Linked DNA regions of Mus musculus: regions 2, 3 and 4 are each linked to region 1. A link is a contact called in public Hi-C and promoter capture Hi-C data. All regions are on one chromosome and are shown on one strand. The core of a region is the stretch at or near the end of the contact, and the rest is flanking DNA. Distances in the headings are between cores, read along the strand shown. Region 1 holds the start of Dock10 (dedicator of cytokinesis 10). Region 2 holds the start of Farsb (phenylalanyl-tRNA synthetase, beta subunit). Region 3 holds the start of Utp14b (UTP14B small subunit processome component). Region 4 holds the start of Agfg1 (ArfGAP with FG repeats 1).

Region 1 (4,943 bases), core at 1,234-3,733:
TCTTTAAAAATTCTCTTATTTTAGAGATACAGAACCATACTGATTGTGTTCCTATAATGATATCTCTTAACATAAAAAAAAACATAAAAAGGTGAGACTGGAAGACAGTTCATTTATTAAGAGCACTGAGTCCTCTTTCAAAGGACAAGGGTTTGTTTTTCATTACCCATAAATATCTGTAACTCCAGTTCCAGTGTATATGATACCTTCTACTGGCTCCCAAGGGTACCAGGGACACACACACACACACACACACACACACACACACGTATATGTGTATGTGTACGTGTACATGTATATGTATTTGTATGTGTATATGTATATGTTTATATGCCACTCAGTAGCAACTCACAGTGTACCCACTGTGAAAGGGCTCTGACTCTGACAAGCAGTACAGAGCTCACTGAAGTTTCTGCTTCCAAAAGGCTCCGTTTCAAACAGAGTCACTAACTTGTAAAACATGACTGGAAATTTGCTAGGAAGAGGAGACAGACGGTGGTAAGCAGGATCCTGACTTCTACTCCCAGGTATCTGCAATTCCATGGGTGACTGTGACCTAGAAGTGTAAGCCAAGTAAGTCCTTTCCCCTTCAGGTTGATTTTGGCCAGAGTGTTTCAACACAGCAAAATAAGTTCAAACCTCAACTGTTGCTGTACCCAAGATGCACTCTAATACAAGTTCTACGTCCTCCTTCTCAGTTGATTCACAACATTATTGGGACATGGATAGAGGAAACACACACACACTCGTTCACAAATCCTTCCATACCAGCGGATGGTAGTGACCTCCCAGAGCTGGAGAGGGTAAAACTGGTGTCAAGAATAAAACTAAAAGTGATTTCCTGATACATGATGCAGTTGAAGACATGGTTGCATGTGCTATTCAGTGTATTGCTCTGCTCATGTTCAACTTGACACAACCGAGAGTCTCCTGGGAAGGAGGAATGACCCTCGGTTGGAGAACCGCCACTATCAAGTTGGCCTGTGGCCATATCTGTGAGAGATTGTCTTGATTGATGATTGATATAGGAAGGCTCAGCCCACTGTGGGCATCACTACCCCTGAGCATCAGGACCTTGACTGAGTAAGATAAGATGAACGGAACTGAAAGCACCCAGATCTAAGCACAATGCATCCTCTCTTCCTCAAGTTGATTTTAGCCAGAGTATTTCAACACAGCAAAATAAATTCAAACCTGAACTGTTGTACCCAAGACACACTATGACTCATGTTCTGTTACTACAGTCTTTGCTTCTAGACCATTTTTCTTTTCTTGCCATCCTCCTGCCTCAGCACTCAAGTCTTTGACTGCCTCAGACTTCCTGAGCCTTTGAGAGTCGTGCATAATCATGAGTTATTCAGTTATACTATACACCAGACAGTATTCTAAAACAGGGGGGGAAATGGTTACAGTTTGTCAAAAAGTTAAGACAGAGTCACACTGTGTGTAACCCAGATTTTCCTCAAAGAGAGCCTGTTAGCCTACTATGTGAGAAACACCAGGCACACCACAAGCTAAAAAAAATGTTTTTAACTTTAGAAAATCCAGAGGCCACAGATCCACAAAAAGGCCCTTAAGAAATCCAGAATGTCCACACAGCTCTCCCAGGAGCCTTGGTCTTTCACCCACCCACACTGGGCAGAGAACCACCCTGCATGTGACTCCAGATAAGAATTTTAGAATACTTTAATCAGATAGCTCGAGGCAAGGGTGGGGGGGGATTTGATAAGAAAGCAGAAAAATAGACTAAGAACCACCCACCCTGTCCTACTCACCCTACCCTGTAACCCAACAGCAGTTCTTATTCATCCTAATTTCCACCCTGAAATCCCTTACATTACCCAGATAGACACTAGATTTTAATTCAAATTAGTATGCAAAGTTAAGGAGGCATTTGGTAAACCATCCTATATGGTCTTATTTACAAGAGCAGTGTAGCTGGTATAGAGTAGGGACGCAGTTGAGGAAAAATTGGCGGAAGGTGTGAATTCACACCGACTATCCCAAGACCAAGTAAGGAATCTGGGTCCCCTAGAGACTTCAAAGTAAGGGGCCCAGCCACCAGAGGGATCCTTACTTAATAAAACCTCTGACCCACCTCCAAGGGTGCACAGGATACCTAAGATCAACCCTTCTCCACTTCCTAACCTCAGAATGTAGGTCTGATCCTCAAAAAAACGCCAAATCCCCAACCCTCTATGAGCATCGGATTGAGAATAGGGCGGTAAGCAGGTCCCAGCAGAGGCAGCCCGGCATCAGTACCGAGTCGCGGGTGGGCGGCGCGGGTGGAGCCACCCCCACGCGCGTCCCGCTGCAGATGCGCCCTAGCCAGGCAGAGTTGGCCGCGCCGCCCGAGAGGCGCAGAGTTTGCAAAGTCGCCGCGGAGCTTGAGCGGGAGCGAAGGGGGTGGGCAGAGTGGGGGTGCGCGCGAGAAAAACCCGCCTCTTGTGAGTTGAGCGGGGAAGAGGGGGGGAAAGGCTCTGAGTTCCGCTTCCTGAACGGCGGGTGGGTAGAACAGGCTGGCGCGGCCAGGGGACCGGCGGGACACACTCGCTCCGGGGCCGAGGCGCGAGCGGCACGGCCCGCGATGGCCGGGGAGCGGACCCGCAGGTTCACCCGGAGCCTGCTGAGACCGGGACAGGCGGCCGAGCTCCGGCACAGCGCCGCGTCTGCCGCCGCGGTGGCCGTCAGCAGCCGTCAGCAGCAGCGGGTGAGTGCCCTGCGTCCCTCGCGCCACGGCGGGGCTTGCCCAGGGACCCCAGACAGGCCTTGTCGCCAGCCCTGTGAGCCCCTGCACGGGAGCTAGCTTGTCCTCCACCCCGAATTCGCTCCCCCACAGAGCGACCCCGGAGTCACCTCCTCCAAGCAGTGTCACCAAAGAATTAAGGACCAGAGGCGCATTGGGGGACTTTAGGAACGCGGGACGCTTAGATGAGCAGCTGCGTGGGAGAGCGTGTGCCTACGTTTTAAGGGGGGTGGAGGAGGCGGGAATGCATCCAGTCTGGCTCAAGGTGACAGGGTGACAGGGACCTGGGGCGGCGGGTGGGGGCGGGATAAAGGGGTGGGGGGAGCTAAATGGATGGAACCTGTAGATCCACAAGTCTGCGCGCCCCTCTCCTCCCCGTGGAACCTAGAAAAGATGTAGTGAGCTAGCTCTTCAGCCAGACCAAAGCTGAAACCCCCACCTTCTATCTAGTGAGGAAAATCTGCAATTTGCACAGATCTCCCTCCCCCCACAGGCTGGAACCCAACCAGCCACTTTATACTGTTGCAGAAAGAGCTGGGGGAAACTGGGATGAAGGGGACGTGGGTTATTAAGTAGCCAGTGGCTTCTGGTGTGTTTTGAAGCGATTTCACGGGAATCTCCTTCCAGAAGGTTTCCCCTGGTTACTTCCTTGTCGAAATGCCTTCTAAGTATTGGGTGATTTCCGCGGGAAGTCCCTGAGGCAAAAGCCAGCATCAGGTGCCCAAATCATACCCGTGCATCACGAGATATTCATAAATTCCAGTAGGTGTCACACTAAGGGATGAAAGCAGCAAGCAGGGAGCGCACATCAACTGTGGTAGAAATGGGTAGCCCGTAGGGAGTAGCCTTCCAGCAAGAGTGGGGCTCAGCCACGGAGCTCTTGGCCTGACTTTGTTGGACCAGAATCCTCGTTGTGGGTTTCATTTTCCTTTTTTTTGCCAGTAAATACCATTAGGAATTAAACAACCCTATTTAAGAGTGTCAAAGTGTTGCCTTTGCCAGTCACCGAAGAGGAGGGAGCCAGATCTGGTCAGAGCCAGTTCCCACAGCCAGAAGCCTCTCTTAAAGCCAGAGGTCGGGAAGCTGAACAGAGCGGAAGCAAATTGCCTGGCAGAGGGACCAGAGCAGCAAATGCACAGAGGGTGGGGGGTGGGGGTGGGGGATGGGGAAGCCTGGAGTGTGAAAAGAACTGGTAGCCAGGCTGCCCTTTCCTTCCCTTTCCCTCACCACTGGCTGCAATATGCAGCTGCCAGAGACAATTCAACTGTTACCTAATCCCTTGACAGTGCCAGCCTGTGGTTTTGATATCTGTATGCATATTTTTAAGGAAGAACAGACAAACTGTCAAAAACGGGCCATTCTGAAAAGCGGGTGGAGCTATTACAGAATCAGACACACATAAGACAGTAATTTTACCTTGTAAAGCAGTGGTTCTCAACCTCTGAGTCTTGACCCTTTGGGGTTCAAAGGACCCCCCTTCCACAGGGGTTGCCTGAGACCTTTGGGAAACACAGTTACCTGACAATTCATAAAAGTAGCAAAATTCCAGATATGAAGTAGTAACAAAAGTAACTTTCTGGTTGGGGGTGGAGGAGTCACCACAACTTGAGGAACTGTATCAAAGGGTCTCAAGATGAGGAAGGTTGAGAACACTGTCTTAGGGGATTCCTTAGGTTTGTGCTTTTGTTATTCTGTCATTTGCTTTATGTTAAAATTGCTTTGCCATTAATTCATTTTAGGGACTCTTTGTAAAAACATAACAAGGTTTAGCATCCACCTCGAAGCAATAGCATGGCTTCTTTTATTTGTGTCTTGTTTTGCAGTGGATTCTCATAACGTTTCTGCAGCAATGGAATTTTTATAAATATTATGTATCCCTTCTAAACACACACACACACACACACACACACACACACACACACACCCCTCCAAGACGACCTTACATTTGAAACCCTAGTGAGGTCTTGTCACAGTGAATGAGCACAGTGTTCTTAAGGGTAGCAGTAAGGGGCACTTCACTGGCACAGGTGCCCAGCCTTCCTCACTTCAGCACCTTGGCCAACACTCCAGAACCAGCTCTTGCCAAGATATTTCAAGGGATAGTACACATCTAGGCAGGCAGGGCTGGCAGTGATTTTGGCAGGAAGACATGAGCTCTGCTCTCTCCCCTACCCCTACCGTTTCTCCTGAAAGGAAG
Region 2 (4,943 bases), core at 973-3,472, 2.3 Mb after region 1:
GGTTTGGAAAATGACACCATAATTATTAAAAGAGCTTGGTGCTGGCATTGAAACAGACACTCTGGCAGTGGATCCAAATATATGTGGAAATTTAATATGTGATATTACAAACTGGATGGGGAAAAAAGCTTTTTAATAAATGGTATTGGCATTGCTGTTTGAAAATAAAATAAAACTGGCTTGTTCATTAGCTCCAAAAACCAAAACAAATCTCAAAAAAGATCTGAGATTTAAATGGAAAAGAATTCTACTGATGTACTCAAAAAGGAAAACATGGTTTTTAAAAAATGTGTGGAGGAAGATTTTTAAAAAATACAACCTAAACCCCAGAATCAATAGAAAAAATAATTTAAATTGGGCTGGAACTTTGTAAATCTCCATGGGGAAATAATCCTTAAAAGTAAAATATTAAGAACTATTTCTGGTTTACTCTCCAAATAGCATTATTTACTTTGTTTCCCACATCCATCTATAATTTCTTAAAACACGCCTATAGTGACATATCAGGGGAAACAAAGCGGCATTTTAAATCCTCTTATGAAGTATGAGAGTTAATGTTATGGTCAAATGCCTGAGTTAATAGATCCCTTAATAAGTAGCCAAATACTGTTAGTTGTATGTTTCTGAGAGATGAGCATTTGAGTTGGTGAACTCAGTAAGTGCCCACTTACTGGAATTTAGGGTCAGAAAGCTACACGTGGGACTTGCCATAAGTGGAAATTAGTGCAGTGGAAAACTTATTAAGAGTTATGATGGCCTAAGTCTAGCCTCAGTTCTGCTTCCTCAAGTGAAGGGTTCTCACTTCCTCAGTGTTGGTCCTTGCTTTATTTTCTCTTGAGGAAGCAATGTTTCTGCTATGCCTTACAGGTTAGGTGAGTCCCACAGTCCATGGCTGTTTTATCTTCCTGCTTTGATGTATTTGTTTTTTCATGGCTGCTGAAAGGAAGTACTACAAACTTTTGATTTCAAACAGAAACTTGAGTCTGGTGAGGTAACTTATATTCTTGTCTTTCAGGACACCTTAAAACTCTGAAAATTTCTGGCCATCCAGAGCTACAGGATGAGTTCCAGGACTGCTTCAGCTATAGAGTTGAGCCTTTATCTCAAATCATAAAGAATAATGAATGAGATGAAACAGAACTTTGTTATATTCAAGTTCTGGAGGCAAGAAACCCAAAAGCAATTTCACTGGCCCAAATCCAAGTGTTTTGGGGGCTGCTGAATAGGCTAGGAGAGATTTCCCTCCTTATCTCTTCCAGTTTCGAAGACTACTGACTTTATTTTTTTTAGTGACCTTACTGGAATCACTGCCTTCCGCTTATTGAGTCTACAGTCAATTGCATTTAGGGCCCATCCTAATAACCTAGGCTAAGTTCCATCTCAAAACCCTTAGCTTATTCCACATAGGCTCTGATACCACATAAAGTAGCATTTGCAGGCTACACGGGATTAAGTCCTGACATCTCAGTGGCCCATGATTTGACGTACTGTCCCTCAGAGTTATTCTAAGGAGCAAATCTGCTCGTGCACTTTTTAGGCTGAGTACAGCATCTGACAGAAAAGTCCTGCGGTCTCTAACAACGCCTACCCACAGGGCTGCTGCTGCGTTCGAACAAGGCTCGGGTATAAAATCTGTAGTTTCAAGAGGGTTAAAGGATTAAGTAAAAGCCCGGCAGTGGTGGCGCATGCCTTTAATCCCAGCACTAGGGAGGTACGGATCTCAAAAGTTCTCGGAGTTCAAAGCCAGCCTAGTCTATAGTGCGAGTTCCAGGACAGTCAAGGCGACAGAGAAACCTGTCTCAAAAAAGTAAAAAAATGTGGCCTGTTAACAGACCTTGCCATTAGTATTTGCATATTCTTCTTTGCAGGAAGTCTTGCATCCGTTTACCTTGCTTTTCAAATACCTCTGGGCGGACTTCTCTACCTGGAAGTCCTTCCCACCAATCTAGCGCTCCGCCTACCCAACTTGGCATCTTCCCTAGGGCTTTGGGAAGCATCCAGGCCTCTGAGGTCTGTTCTCACTCTTGCCTGTCAAAATAGAGATAATTCCACCCGATTACACCTATTTTCCAAACTTTTTGGTTATCGTCACAACAGAACTATGTTAAATAATCCAGAGAGAGGTGTTTTCCTATATTCGGCTGGAAAACGGATGTGCAAATGGTTGAATTTAGACAGGCATCACGTGAGACAGCCCAAGAGCGGAGCGTCGGGTCCTTCACTCTAGGGTCGCTGAGGCCCCGCATGTGGCGCAGGCGCAGTGTCCACGACTCGCCATGCCGACTGTCAGCGTAAAGCGAGACCTGCTCTTCCAAGCCCTGGGCCGGACCTACAGTGAGTGCCCGCCCCGTGGCTTGGGCTCGGTGCCTGGGGAAGTCTGCTCGCCCTGCAGAAGAACGTGCTGGCGGCGTTCATGCCGCTACGTGGGGTTTGGCCCGGCACGGCCAGAGTCCTCAGGGGCGCGCTGCTGGGCGAGGAGACTCGGCTGCGCTGAAGTAGCTTCTCGGAACCAGCTCCGCGGTGGCTCCGTTGCATCATCAGCGCGTGTCGGGCTCTCCGTGTCATTCATTTAGAGACCGAGCTCCAACTCCGTGCCCAGCACGGACTTTGGTGTCGGGACACAGACGAGGAAACGTACCCTGGGTTCCATCACAACTGTAGGCTGTGGAACCAGATTGACAGCGAAGGGGAGACGTTTAAGAAAGATGCGGGTCTCACTATGTAGCCCAGGCTGTTTTCGAACTGTCGGTCTTCTTGCCTCAGTTTCTGAGTGCTGGGATAACAAGCGTGTGCCACCAAGCCCGGCATTGGCTTTATTTTAGTGTTGACCAGGCTCCAGAAGTGTGTCAGGCAGTGTTTGGGAGTAGAGCTGTGCACATGACACATACATGAGAAAAATAACAAACCATGATGTTAGTAAAACGGTTTATTGGACATGCTAAATGTTTCTGGGAAAGGAAACCAGGTTTTGTGCAGGGGTAGCATTTGATAGTTAACATTGATTTGACCCCTAAATGGAATCACTTCTATGGGCTTAGCATTCATGACACACTTCCCTCTTTCTCAGTTCTAAAACTAAACCATTGTGGGGGGGGGGGGAAGGGAGGTAAATATTAGTCAAATTATCATTTCCAACACAGATGTAGTAAGTTGAAATGGTATCAGCCTCACCCTGTAGTTATCAGCTTCTATAAAGGTCAGAGCGAGTGTTTTATGAGAGCCTCCTTGTTTTTGAGTATTAGAGGCCAAAATTAGAGGACAAAATGGAGCAGGTTCATAACACCACAGTACTGATGTCGTACAAGTAAACTTTTAAGATTTTTTTTTCCTAAGGATGGACTTTAGATATTACTCACCCCCTGTGTTTGTCGGATTTTGTCGTTGTTCTTTTGGAGACAGAACCTTATTCTGAAGTCCAGGCTGACTCTAAACTTGTGGCAATCCTCCTGACTCAGTCTCCCAAGTGATACAATTATAGTTGTGACCAAGGCCTTAGAAACAGGAAATCGCTTTGCTTTTGGAATGTGGTTTTAATTTCCTAACCAGTTTCCCTTATATAGTAAGCTTATTAATATACCTCACTTGCCCTGTTACTCTAAATCATATTCTCTCTCCTGGTGGTCACTGTCTCTGAAGTTCATATGATGGTGTGTGGCAAGATGAACAACTTGGAATCAGTTCCTAGTCAGACCCTTATCTATGGAAAAGTACCAGATTGTCCAAATTTTAAAAGACAATGAGGCTTATGACCTGCTCGCAATCATCAGATAATGTTTTAATACATTCCCTGGCTGTTTCCTTTTCCTTCCACTTTAAAATGGTGAGTGATCCAACAAGCTTGGTTTCCCCACACCGACTGTGAACTGTAGGCTCTTTTGAAATTCTTTCATACCTATTGATGGTATTTAAGGTATACACCAGATGGGTTAGTACTAATCTTCATTGTTTCTCTTGCCTTCTTTCTTGAAATCTTTTTAAATGTCAGCTCAGTGGTGGTTGGAGTTGGAAAAGGCTATTCACCAGAACAGGTAGTTTCCAAATGAAGTGTGGGTGTCATTTGTTTTTTGTTTTTTTTTTTGTTTTTTTCCATTTTTGTTTGCCTCTTTCTCTTTTTTTGTGCTCTTACATGTCACCTTATTGAGCCCTCTAGGGCTGCTGCCCATCTGAACCCCACTGTCATTTCCAGCTGCCGTCACCTTCCATTTCTCTTGGCAGTTTTTGTTGCCCAGGGCATTTCCTTTCCCCTGTTGCCCTTGGCGCAGCTCTGTCTTCCTAATCCTCCTTGCGATTGCCTTTCTGTTCAGTTGTGTTCTTGTTACTTACTTTTTGTTTGTTCTTTGATATTCATTTTCTTGTGAACTGGTTTCTGATTGCTCTTCAGCCTGGGCCCTGTTCTAGCTTGGTACAGTAAGTACTGTCAGAGCCACCTGTGTGCCACACAGGTTTTTAGGTTTACCATTTTATTGTAGGGACTTATTCATGGTTTTACTTTTGCTTCTTTCTTTCATTTAAGTTTTAAAAATATAGCTTAAAGGAATAAGGAATAAGATTCAATATATTCTAGTAATGCATACAATTTGATTTATTGCCATTTGGCTGACAAGATTTTTGCATATTACAAAGTGAGTGTTTGCTACTTAGTTTCTGATGGTTAAGATTTGATATTTGGTGGTCCTGTATTTTACTCCAAGTTGCAGATCTGAAGTGGGGTCAAGAGCTCATTGGGGCTGGAGAATCTGCTTCTAAGTTGTTTCTTAAGTCATCACCATCTTTATTATTATTTAGACTTAAACCAATTTATATGTATTAGTGTTTTGCTTTGCATCAGATGCGTGTCTGGTGCCTGTGGAGGCCAGAAGAGGGCATCAGATGGCCTGGAACTTGAGTTACAGATGACTGTAAGCCACCACGTGGGTTCTGGGAATCAAACCTGGGTACTCTGC
Region 3 (4,943 bases), core at 1,464-3,963, 2.1 Mb after region 1:
TGCTATGAAAAAAATCAGTATTGATATGAAATTTTCAGAGCAGGGACTTTTAAGCACATCTTTGCACTTATTCTAAACAGTATACACAAAGGACAATACTTGCATACAGCTGGTATCCAATAAAAGTATTACAATTAGTTATATTACCTTTTGAAGTGTTTGAATAGATATCTATATCCCAATTCATGCATGGTTTTCTTGCTTCCTAAGAACTGAAAGATGTTTATTTAGTTTTTGGTTTTTTTGAGGCAGGGTCTAATTACGTCCTGGAATTACATAAAACAGGCTGGCCTCAAACCTACCTGCCTCTGCCTCCTAGGTGCTGGGATAAAAGGTGAGCCACCAAACCCAGCTTAGAGCTGAAATTTTTATGTTAAGTTACTGAGTAAAATATAAGCTACAATGAATACTTTAAAAAATTATGATGCTTACTGTAAATCAGAAAAGCCTATCACTGAGGGGTAAGTGGGGTGAGGTGGGTGTTGTGAGGTGGGGACGTCTAAATCACACCTTCAAATCCACATCCATATAAAAGATTGCTGCTTCTGAGCTTTAAGCACTCTAAAGGCGGGCCTGGGAATACTCCCTACCTATCTCATTCAGATACTCCACAATTTGAACTGAGATAACAATCTGGTGGGAAATATATTAAAATAAAAAAATATATTATTATAGTTGCTCAAAAAGCTCTGAAGCGCTTGTCCTATGTACATTTAATTTCAGCCTCAGAGCACAAATTGGACATCTAGGAAAAAAATCTCACATAATCCGTTCTTAAAAAGCAGCTCCCTGGATTTCCATGTAAATCATAATGCTTGTTAGAATCTTCAATCATCCAATACTTCACCTTTATTGCATGTAACATAGGTTGCAATCACCCATTTATCTACAAAATCCTTGGCATGTAGTCTAATCCCAGCCTGAGGGCACAGGGACAGATCAACCTATCCCTGTTATATCTCCCAGCACCTGCTAAGATGCCTGACATGACTCAATGAGAAGGCTCTCCGTGAACAATTAACTGAATCAGGAAGGCGCTAGTGTTATTCCCACACACAGTGTCCTTCAGTGTGTCCTTCTTTCTTTGCTTTCTCCAAGGAGGACATCTTGGGACTCACAGGGTACCAGTCACTCGGCCCAAATGTCCTACAAATCCAGTAACTGGACTCCAAAGATACCAGGTGACCCTCTCCTGTGGCCACACTGGAGTCAAGGCACTTTATGACAGAAGAATCAGAGCCTAAGTTAGAAAATACAATCAGCCTTCAACTCTACATGTGAGGGGTGCTCAGGGAGACACCAGAAAACGCACTCTCAAGTCCCAACACTTCCCTCTCTGTAATAAGCTTTGCATGCACTTCTAGGGGCAACTCAGCAGCACCCTTCAACAACACTCAGAGCCAAAGTGCGCATACAAAACAGCCTAAAACAAACAGGAAAAACAAAAACACCAAACTACAGCTCTGCAGAACCCCTAAGACCCAAAAGAACCTAGAAACCCAAAGCCACGGAAACCATTCAAACACCAACAGAGGGCTGTTGCTACTAAAGCCATCAGAGATTTGTTCTAGATTCAGACAGGCCCTCCTGGGGCTCAAGCTTCTCCTAGTAGCTCAGATCTGGGCTAAGTTAACGTGTCCACAGTGCAGGCTCTCTCGCTGTAAAACTGAGAATGTGCGACCGTCCCGGTGGACTAACAATGTAAACATAGCCATGCACAAAGTTCTTGGTGTGTGGCCTTTAAAAAAAGCTCAGTAAATGCCAGCTCTGTCATTCTAGGCAGTTATCAATCCCCCCTCTCTAGTTTCCACTGGATTCCCAAAAACTGTCCTGCCCTTTCTAAGTTGAGGGGCTCTATGTACAAGTGATCGGAATACCTGTTCTAGAACCAGAACGGACCATACAGTTGGATCTTCATCTGTGAAATCCCATCACGGGGATCACAAGTGACCCCCGGGGCTGCCTATGTATGCATCTCATGACTGACTCGTCCGAGACTAAAACGCACTTAGGAGGAGACACCAGAGGTTCCCCACGCCATTCCCACCGCCCGCACCCGCATTTCCTGTCCCACACCCGCAGTTTTCAGGGACCCTCTGGGCGCTGGTACCTCCCACGGACGCCGCGCGGCCGCGTGGAGCGGGACGACCCCACCCACGTGCCCGCGCCCGCGGAGGAGGCCGCGGTGCATCCTTCCTCCCGCGCCCGCAGCTCCACGCCGGCGGTTTCCCCGAATCCGCGAGGACGCCCTACTCGCCACTCACCCTCCACCAACCCCCGTTTCCCCGACCCTCGCCACGGCCCAGCACCCCGCGGCCCAGGAGTCCCCTCAGGCACCGGCGAGCGGCATGCACGCTCGCCGAGTGGGAGGAGGGAGGCCTGGCCGCCATCCCGCGACCCTCATCGCCTCACAACGGGCGCTGCGCGCACTCACCGCGGGCTCCGACCCACGCAGGCCTGGCTGCTCCTCAGAGCGGCTCCTGCCCAGCGCCACCTCCTCAGGACCCTGACGCAGCTGCTGGGGCCGCCCTGCGAGACGGGGACGACCGCCTGCTGCCGGCTCAGCCTCCCGCTCTGCCGCCGCCTCCTCGTCCGAGCCCGCGACCGCGGCCACAACCGCAGCGACGTTTCCCGGGCGCCGGCTGAGCAGCGTCTGTTGAGCCGCAGTCCTGGACGCGCACCCCGGGCTGGCGCTCGTTGCATATGCAAAGAGACCGCCGCCCATTGGCCCGCGGGCGGTGGCGCGTGCGGGGCTCGGCCTATCAAATGCCGGCCTGGGGAGCGCGGTGCTGGCGGCAGGGGCGGGGCGAGGTTACTATGGGTCATTCTGCGGAGCCGCCGACGGCTGGACCCGACTGGGGCCCTCGCAGGGCGGGGATTGAGCCCTTGGGGAGGGGAGCGGCGGGACGGACCCGCAGCTACAGCAGCTGCAGAGGGGAGCTGGGCAGGGGGCGCAGGGCGGGAAGACCTGAGGCGTCCAGGGTGCCCCCGCTGAGAACTGCAAAACCCGCCTTCACTGCTGCGATGCATAAATCTCAATATAAACGAAGAAATAACCTGCTTGTTTTTTTTTTTCCCCATTCTTCTCAGGACTGGGTTCGTTATCCTAGTTTGAACACGGATTTCTAGCAAATCTTGCAAAGAGAAAAAAAAAAAAATGACGTTTGAAAATGCTTGTGAAGGGGAAAGCTCAAAGCATGCCCTGTATTATTTCTCTTGCATGGGCTTCGTTTAATGCAGCGTGTATCCCGTTTACTCGTAAATCTTCGCATACCCACATTTCATGTTTGCAAAGGATGAAACTTTACTCAAAAATAATCTTTTATCAGCCGGGCGTGGTGGCGCACACCTCTAATCCCAGCACTCAGGAGGCAGAGGCAGGCGGATTTCTGAGTTCGAGGCCAGCCTGGTCTACAAAGTGAGTTCCAGGACAGCCAGGGATATACAGAGAAACCCTGTCTCGGAAAAAAAAAAAAAAAAAAAGCTTTATGAATCTTTATGACTGTGTGTGTTGTTTAGTTTGCCATTGTATAGATCCTCTTGGACACTACATCAGGATATAGGCATTTATTTTACAACTGCCTCCCCCCACTCAAAACATTCACCCAGCAAAACACAAATGACTAAATCAGCCACTGGAGTGTAATATTAGAAAGAGACTGTTCGTAGCAGAGTTGTTTTTTCTTAACCTAACCTATTATTTAGTTGGTCTGTGAACTTTTCTTTAAGTAGGTGAAAGGTCGAGTTGCTGTGCTAGCCTCAAGCTAAGGCAGAAAGAGGCTCACTTCCCAGGACAATCTTAAAAACTCCGAGGAGGCTGCCAGGACTTGAGCTAGGTGGAGCCATGATACACTCTACAAAGCCAGCTCACTCACTCACCTTGGGCCCCTAGCCAGTCTAATTGCCTGAAAGAACAGATAGTGTTTGACTCAAGCAGCCTGCTCCTACTAGGAATTTCACATTTCCCAAGGAAACCCTGCCAATAAAAGGAATGCAGAATTTCCAGTCTACAGAGGGATGAAGATGTGTACCTCAGAAGTGGTCATTCAGAACTGCAAACCTTGAGAAAAACTAAGCAACTTCAAGACAGCAAAACTAATAGTGAACCTTCCTCCCCAGTTAACAAACATAAAACACATGTGTAGAATTCCAGGGACATCTTTCTTCGTTATCTCTTTATAGGCTAAACAATATTTTATGGGCATGTATTTACATTTAACAGAAAATACTCTTGAGATTCAAATACTGAATTGGAATATTGTCTGCTGTTTAATACTAGTTAAACAGAAATTATTGTGCTTCTGTTCACTAGGCTTCTTTGTATGGTTGTTTAGTTCTTTGTGGGAGAGTGGGAGCCAAGATCTCATGTAGCTCAGACAGGCCTGGATTTTACTATGTAGATCAGGGTGGCCTAGAATTCACAGTGATTCTAGGATTACAGGTGTGATACACCTCTTTAGGCTTTGTTTACACCTGGAAACTCGTGCTTACACTAAGCCCACAGGCTAACCTTAAACTCCAGACAATCTTCCAACCTCACCTAGGTTTATTTATTGTCGTTGTTGTTTTGAAACAACAGGGTGTGATGACTCACAACTTTAATCTTAGTACTTGGAAGGCAGAGGCAGATAGATCTCTAAATTTGAGGCATGCCTAGCCTATTTAGTAAGGTCTAGGCCTGCCAGAAGCAGAAGATGGTGTTTTGTTGAGAGAGAGAGAGAGAGAGAGAGAGAGAGAGAGAGAGAGAGAGAGACTGGCAAGGTGACTCAGAGGATTATAGGTGCTTAGTGCGAAGCTTGATGACCTGAGTTCACCATGGGATACAAGTACACATGCACAAAATAAATATAATAAAAAGAAAAAGCAAAAACACATCTGGGCACAGTGATCCCAGCACTAGAGATGTTGCGGCTGGAGGGCTGCTGCTGTGACACTGGCCCTAG
Region 4 (4,943 bases), core at 988-3,487, 2.1 Mb before region 1:
ATTCCGATGACCCACATGGCAGCTTGCAACTGTCTGTAACTCCAGTTCCTGGGGATCTGACACCCTCACGCAGATATACATGCAGGCAAAACAATGCACATTAAAAATGAAAATAATTTTTTTAAAGGGCTGGAGCTAGCTCAGCAGTCACTGGCTGCTCTTCCAGAGATTCTGAGTTCAATTCCCAGCAATCACATGGTGGCTCACAACCATCTGTAATGAGATCTGATGCCCTCTTCTGGTGTGTCTGAAGACAGTGACAGTGTACTCATATACATATAAATAAATAAATCTTTTTTTAAGAGTAAATAAAGTACACTTTAAATAAATTGAACTATTAGCTTCACCAAAGTTGCCTAACATAAGTGACTTTAACATCCTAATTTTCATTTATAAATGAAAGCCATTAACCACACATGCAGCTGTGGAAAATTCAGAGTGTTTCCTAACTATAACCCTGAAAGTAACCTCTAGGACCCTCTTACCGAACTACTCCAAAGCTGAACACAGAACCCAGACACTGGTCTTTCTTACGTATATCCACTGTCTCCATTAGAATGTAAATGCTGAGACAAGGCATTTATTTATCACCACACCCTAACTAAAGCTCATCCAAAAACTGAATAGGAACCACCCAAAATAATGTTATACTCATGAAGAACCAAAGATGCCTCCTTGCCCAAATTCAAAATGGAAGGGTGTCTGGGGGAATAGTGAATTATTGGCCATGTCAACATCCTTCAACTTTTTACAAAATTTCCTACGTGTTATGTACATTGCTATTAATATAATAAAAAATTTTGGGAGGGCCCAGGAAAAGGTTCAGCCTGTAAAAGTGAACCCAGGTATACAAAACATGCACACGTGTCCCCACACTGCGACATGCACGGTAATATTTTTTAAGACCCAAGGAATATTAACTACCAGATCATTAAAAATGCATTGAATTCAAGATAACCAGAAAATAATTGCATCTAATCAGTTCCAGAGTCACCTGCAACCTTTCCAAGTGAAATTTCACAAGAACAAAAATTCCCATCACAACACAGCTTAAACAGAGAGGCCTAGACATGCCATCTGAGTAATTTCAGGCGGTCACCTCCATCTCCTTTCTCAATATTGTCTTCCCAGTCCCCATTTCTCCAGACAGATAGGACACTTGGGTTCTGATACAGAAATCTCATCGAGCTCCATCCTTATTTTGAAGCGCACAACTCCTGATTACCCTTTTCCAGTAAAACTTTCCCCAACTGAGGACACTTGGAGCCATGCAGCCACAACCCTCGTGCTTTTGCTGCCTCCCCGCCTCACGTAATTAATCCTCTAGGGAGAACTTTTCTCCTGGGATTCACACCTCAGCCATCAAGACCTATTAACGCCCCCCGCCCGCCCCCAACACGCCCCAGCTACCTGAGTGCTGTGGACCGGAGGAAGATCCCCAGCTTTCTGCGTCCCTGCTCTCACCCTCCCCACCAGCTCCGCGGCACCGAGCAGAGGCCGGGCCCCCCAACCACGGAGCTGCGGGTCGCACAAAGGCCCCGCACCGCCCTCCCGGGGATGCTCCCCGCCTGCGCCCCCCGAGGCGCGGCCACGCCCGCTGAGCGGCGGGAAGCCGGGATGCTCCGCCGGGCCGGCCGCTGGCTGACCCCGACCCCACCCACGCCCCACCCACGCCGGCCACCCCAAGGCTGGACCCTCGCCCGGCCAAAGAGCAAGAGCATCTCCGGCCCCCAAGGCCTAGGCTGGCCGCATCCCCAACGGGCCCCGCCGCCACGGCCCGGTACCCACGACCCCCGTCCGCACTCACAGGCTGCCGGAGCAGGAGGTGCACACGAACGAGCCGACCGTCATGTTCACGTAGGTGGGGCCGCGCTGGTCGCAGTCGAAACACTTGCGGTTGTGCGGCAGCCCCGTCATGTCCCGCAGCATCTTCAGGTGCTTCTCCTCCTGCTTCCGCTTCGCGCTGGCCGCCATGGCCGCGGCTCCGACCGAGGAGGCCGGCAGGGCCGGGAGCCGGCGGCGCTGCCGGGGCCCCGCGCTCCCTTCCCACGGGCCGCCCTGGCCGCCGCCGCCTCCGCCCTCGCGGACTCCGGTCTCGGCCTCCGCTCGGCTCCGCCGGGCAGGACAAGGCGAGGAAGCTGCGCAGCACGCGCCGACCGGTCACACCAACCGGCCGGGCGGGACAACCGCCACCGCCGCCGCTGCCACCTTCCCGACTTCTCCTAAGGGGGAAAGACGAGGTGGGGGGCGGGGGGAGCGGCAAGAGGAGACCGGCCTCGGGCAGCCGGGGGCCAAGTGCAGGCTGGCGCCCTCTGCTGGCCGGGAGGAGTCACTGCGGCCACGCTGCGGCAAGGGTCGGAGCTGGGCGGGGTAGAGAAGACACAATGGTGTCAATAAATTACAGCCCTTATCCGCTGGGTGCCTGTACGTGCAAAGAGCTTCGTGTAAGCAGGCTATCTTCCTCCAGGCAGAAATGTTCCCGGCAGCTTCCCGCTGCTTTAGGAGACACTCCAAATTCTTCCCTTACAGAATCTAGCCTAGTCGCCTTCTTCCAAGTCATCCCCATTCACTCCGCTACTCTAGACTTAAATTTGTATGGTGCACTGGGATAAATTTACGACGGTATTTACCTGCCGAAGCCAGAGTTCCAACATAGTCCAACTGCAACACCCACCTTTTGAGGCTGCAGGAAATCACTGCTAGCCCCTAAGACACTGGTTCGGGTGGGGGTGGGGGTGTTGAACAACCCTCTCAGAGGGGTCACCTAAGACCATCGGGGAACACAATTTACATTACTATTCATAACAGTAGCAAAATTACAGGTATGGAGTACCAATGGAAATAATTTTGTGGTGGGGGGTCACCACAACGTGAGGAACTGTATTAAAGGGTCGCAGCAGCATTAGGAAGGTAGAGAACTCCTGCGGTAAGGTATGAGAAACCATCTGTACCTTCATTTCTCAAAGGAGTGTGGGGAGGCTCAAAAACTGAGTTACCGAATACTGTCCCAGCCCCCACTGCAAATGGAGTAGTTTTCACAAGAGGAGAATTCAAGTTTCCTAGCTGAAAATGCTGAGTCAGCCCCGGGGAACCATCGGGTTAACTTAACATTATTATAATAGTAAATGGCATTATTATTAAAGGGGGGCAGATAGGATGGCTAGTGTTTCTGAACTGTTTCCTACATGAGAAATTTAACTATCCCTAGGATCCAGAGTTCATCTTCAACAACTATCAGCTCATGTCTCTTCTTGCTTTATTGATCCCCTTGCCCAATATCATATTTATCTTAAAATAAACCCACTTATTACTAATATATATATATATATATTTCAGGACTGAGACTGTAGCTCAAAGGCAGAGTGGTTACTATGTATAGGCAGGCCCTGGTTTTATCCCTAGCCCAAGAAAAGTAAAAACTCCCTCTTCCTCTCCCCCTTTTCCTTCCCCCCTCCCTCCCCCTCCCTCTCTCTCTCTCTCTCTCTCTCTCTCTCTCTCTCTCTCTCTCTCTCTCATCTCTCCTTTTCTTTCCTCCCCTCCCTCTCATGTAACTACAGTACAGCTAGCATACAGAGAAAGTTAGGACTAATTCTTTGACAGTCATCAAATGTCCTGCCGCTGTTGAAGTTAGTGCTCAGATCATTATTTTTTTTTAATTACTACTTTCCCTTGACCGGTTAGTGTACAACTGTAGTCAGGTATTGACAGTCCAAGAATGGGGTCCCATGAAGAGATTTCTGAGTGCTTGTGAGAAAACTCCAAGTAACTTGTCCTTGGGGATACATTTTCCATTCTCCTTCCAGGTGTAGCAGATAGAACTGAGTTTACTTCACATGGCTCATTGTTATCTGTTCCTGTGCCTCCGTGGAAACGTGTGTTCTCACCTCTCCAGCTTGCCCTCCAAGTGCTGCTTGCCCTGTGACTGTACGCTTAAGTCACGTGACTCCTCTTAACCCTCAGAGTATAAATTGTCAGATGCTCCAAATAAAGTTGGCTCTGTGTGAGACTTTAGCCTACTTCATGTATCAGCTCCATTCTCTCAGACCCTAGAATCTCTCAGCCTCTAGAGCGGGGGAACCAGGTGGTATGTCTCCTGCCGTCTCTCTCTGCTCACACTCTCTCCTCTCATTGTGACATTTAGCATATCCCCGTCCTCTCCATCGTCTACAAATACGAGGTTAAGTCTAGTTTATTTGTATCTGGTTCAGTTTGGGCAATAGCATGTTTTTCCATTGGGAGGCACATCACAGGGGTGTTGTCGTGATGTTAGCAGTCATTGACAGTGATATTCTGGTTCTGTCATATCCAATTCTTTATTATTTTAGCTGAAATATTTCCATTAAAATAGACCAAAAAAAAAAAAAATGGGTTGGAGAGATGGCTCAGCAGTTAAAAGTACTGGCTGCTCTTCCAGAGGTCCTGAGTTCAATTCCCAGCAGCCACATGATAGCTCACAACCATCTGTAATGGAATCTGATGTCCTCTTTTGGTGTGTCTGAAGACAGCTACAGTATATTCATATAAATAAATGAATCTAAAAAAAAAAGTAGACAAAAAAGCAAACCTGACGTGGTCCCTTTAACACTAGCACTCAGGAGGCAGAAGCAGATGGGACTCTGTGAAGTCAAGACCAGCCCAGTTTACACATACAGCACGTTCCAGGCCAGCAGGGACTACGTGGTAAGAAGCTGCATCAGTGAGTCAATCAACCAACCAACCAATCAGAAGACCATACCCGCATCTACTAAGTATGCATCAAAAAGACAAGATACATATTTTATTCCTTGCCTTTACTTCTGAATTTCCAAGATCCCCTATTGATGAATCCCTATTGGTCGCATTTCATCTTCCCATCGCGATCACAGTTTTTTAAGTGTCCCTATAAATCAATGATGTCATTGCTGACATCATCTCACCATTGGCCAATGGGAGACTAAGTAAGC

The links. Promoter capture Hi-C pulls out the DNA fragments that hold promoters and counts their contacts. A called contact is a pair of places that touch in the nucleus more often than the background predicts.
Region 2: a promoter capture Hi-C map of pre-B cells shows a contact between it and region 1. The contact joins the promoter of Farsb here to the promoter of Dock10 in region 1. A contact is called at or near these places in 2 of 39 promoter capture datasets (the HPC-7 cell line and pre-B cells), 1 of 484 Hi-C or Micro-C datasets (B cells) and 1 of 115 datasets of contacts at active chromatin or transcription factors (thymic regulatory T cells).
Region 3: a contact with region 1 is called in a promoter capture Hi-C map of pre-B cells, with 3 times the contacts expected there. The contact joins the promoter of Utp14b here to the promoter of Dock10 in region 1. A contact is called at or near these places in 3 of 39 promoter capture datasets (the C10 cell line, the HPC-7 cell line and pre-B cells).
Region 4: a contact with region 1 is called in a Hi-C map of Th1 cells, with 4 times the contacts expected there. The contact joins the promoter of Agfg1 here to the promoter of Dock10 in region 1. A contact is called at or near these places in 1 of 39 promoter capture datasets (pre-B cells), 3 of 484 Hi-C or Micro-C datasets (B cells, CD4 T cells and Th1 cells) and 2 of 115 datasets of contacts at active chromatin or transcription factors (pro-B cells and thymic regulatory T cells).

The regions. Positions count from the first base shown.
Region 1 is chr1:80,756,093-80,761,035 of GRCm38.p6, reverse strand. Dock10 (dedicator of cytokinesis 10) reads left to right here and starts at 2,483. Exons shown (of 56, transcript NM_175291.4): 1 at 2,483-2,710. The coding sequence starts at 2,588.
Region 2 is chr1:78,486,176-78,491,118 of GRCm38.p6, reverse strand. It overlaps Farsb (phenylalanyl-tRNA synthetase, beta subunit), which reads left to right and starts at 2,222. Exons shown (of 17, transcript NM_011811.4): 1 at 2,222-2,334. The coding sequence starts at 2,277.
Region 3 is chr1:78,655,595-78,660,537 of GRCm38.p6, reverse strand. Utp14b (UTP14B small subunit processome component) reads right to left here and starts at 2,713. Exons shown (of 3, transcript NM_001001981.3): 1 at 2,435-2,713. It overlaps Acsl3 (acyl-CoA synthetase long-chain family member 3), which reads right to left and starts at 2,713. Exons shown (of 15, transcript NM_001033606.2): 1 at 2,435-2,713.
Region 4 is chr1:82,836,754-82,841,696 of GRCm38.p6, reverse strand. Agfg1 (ArfGAP with FG repeats 1) reads right to left here and starts at 2,237. Exons shown (of 13, transcript NM_001368850.1): 1 at 1,808-2,237. The coding sequence starts at 1,974.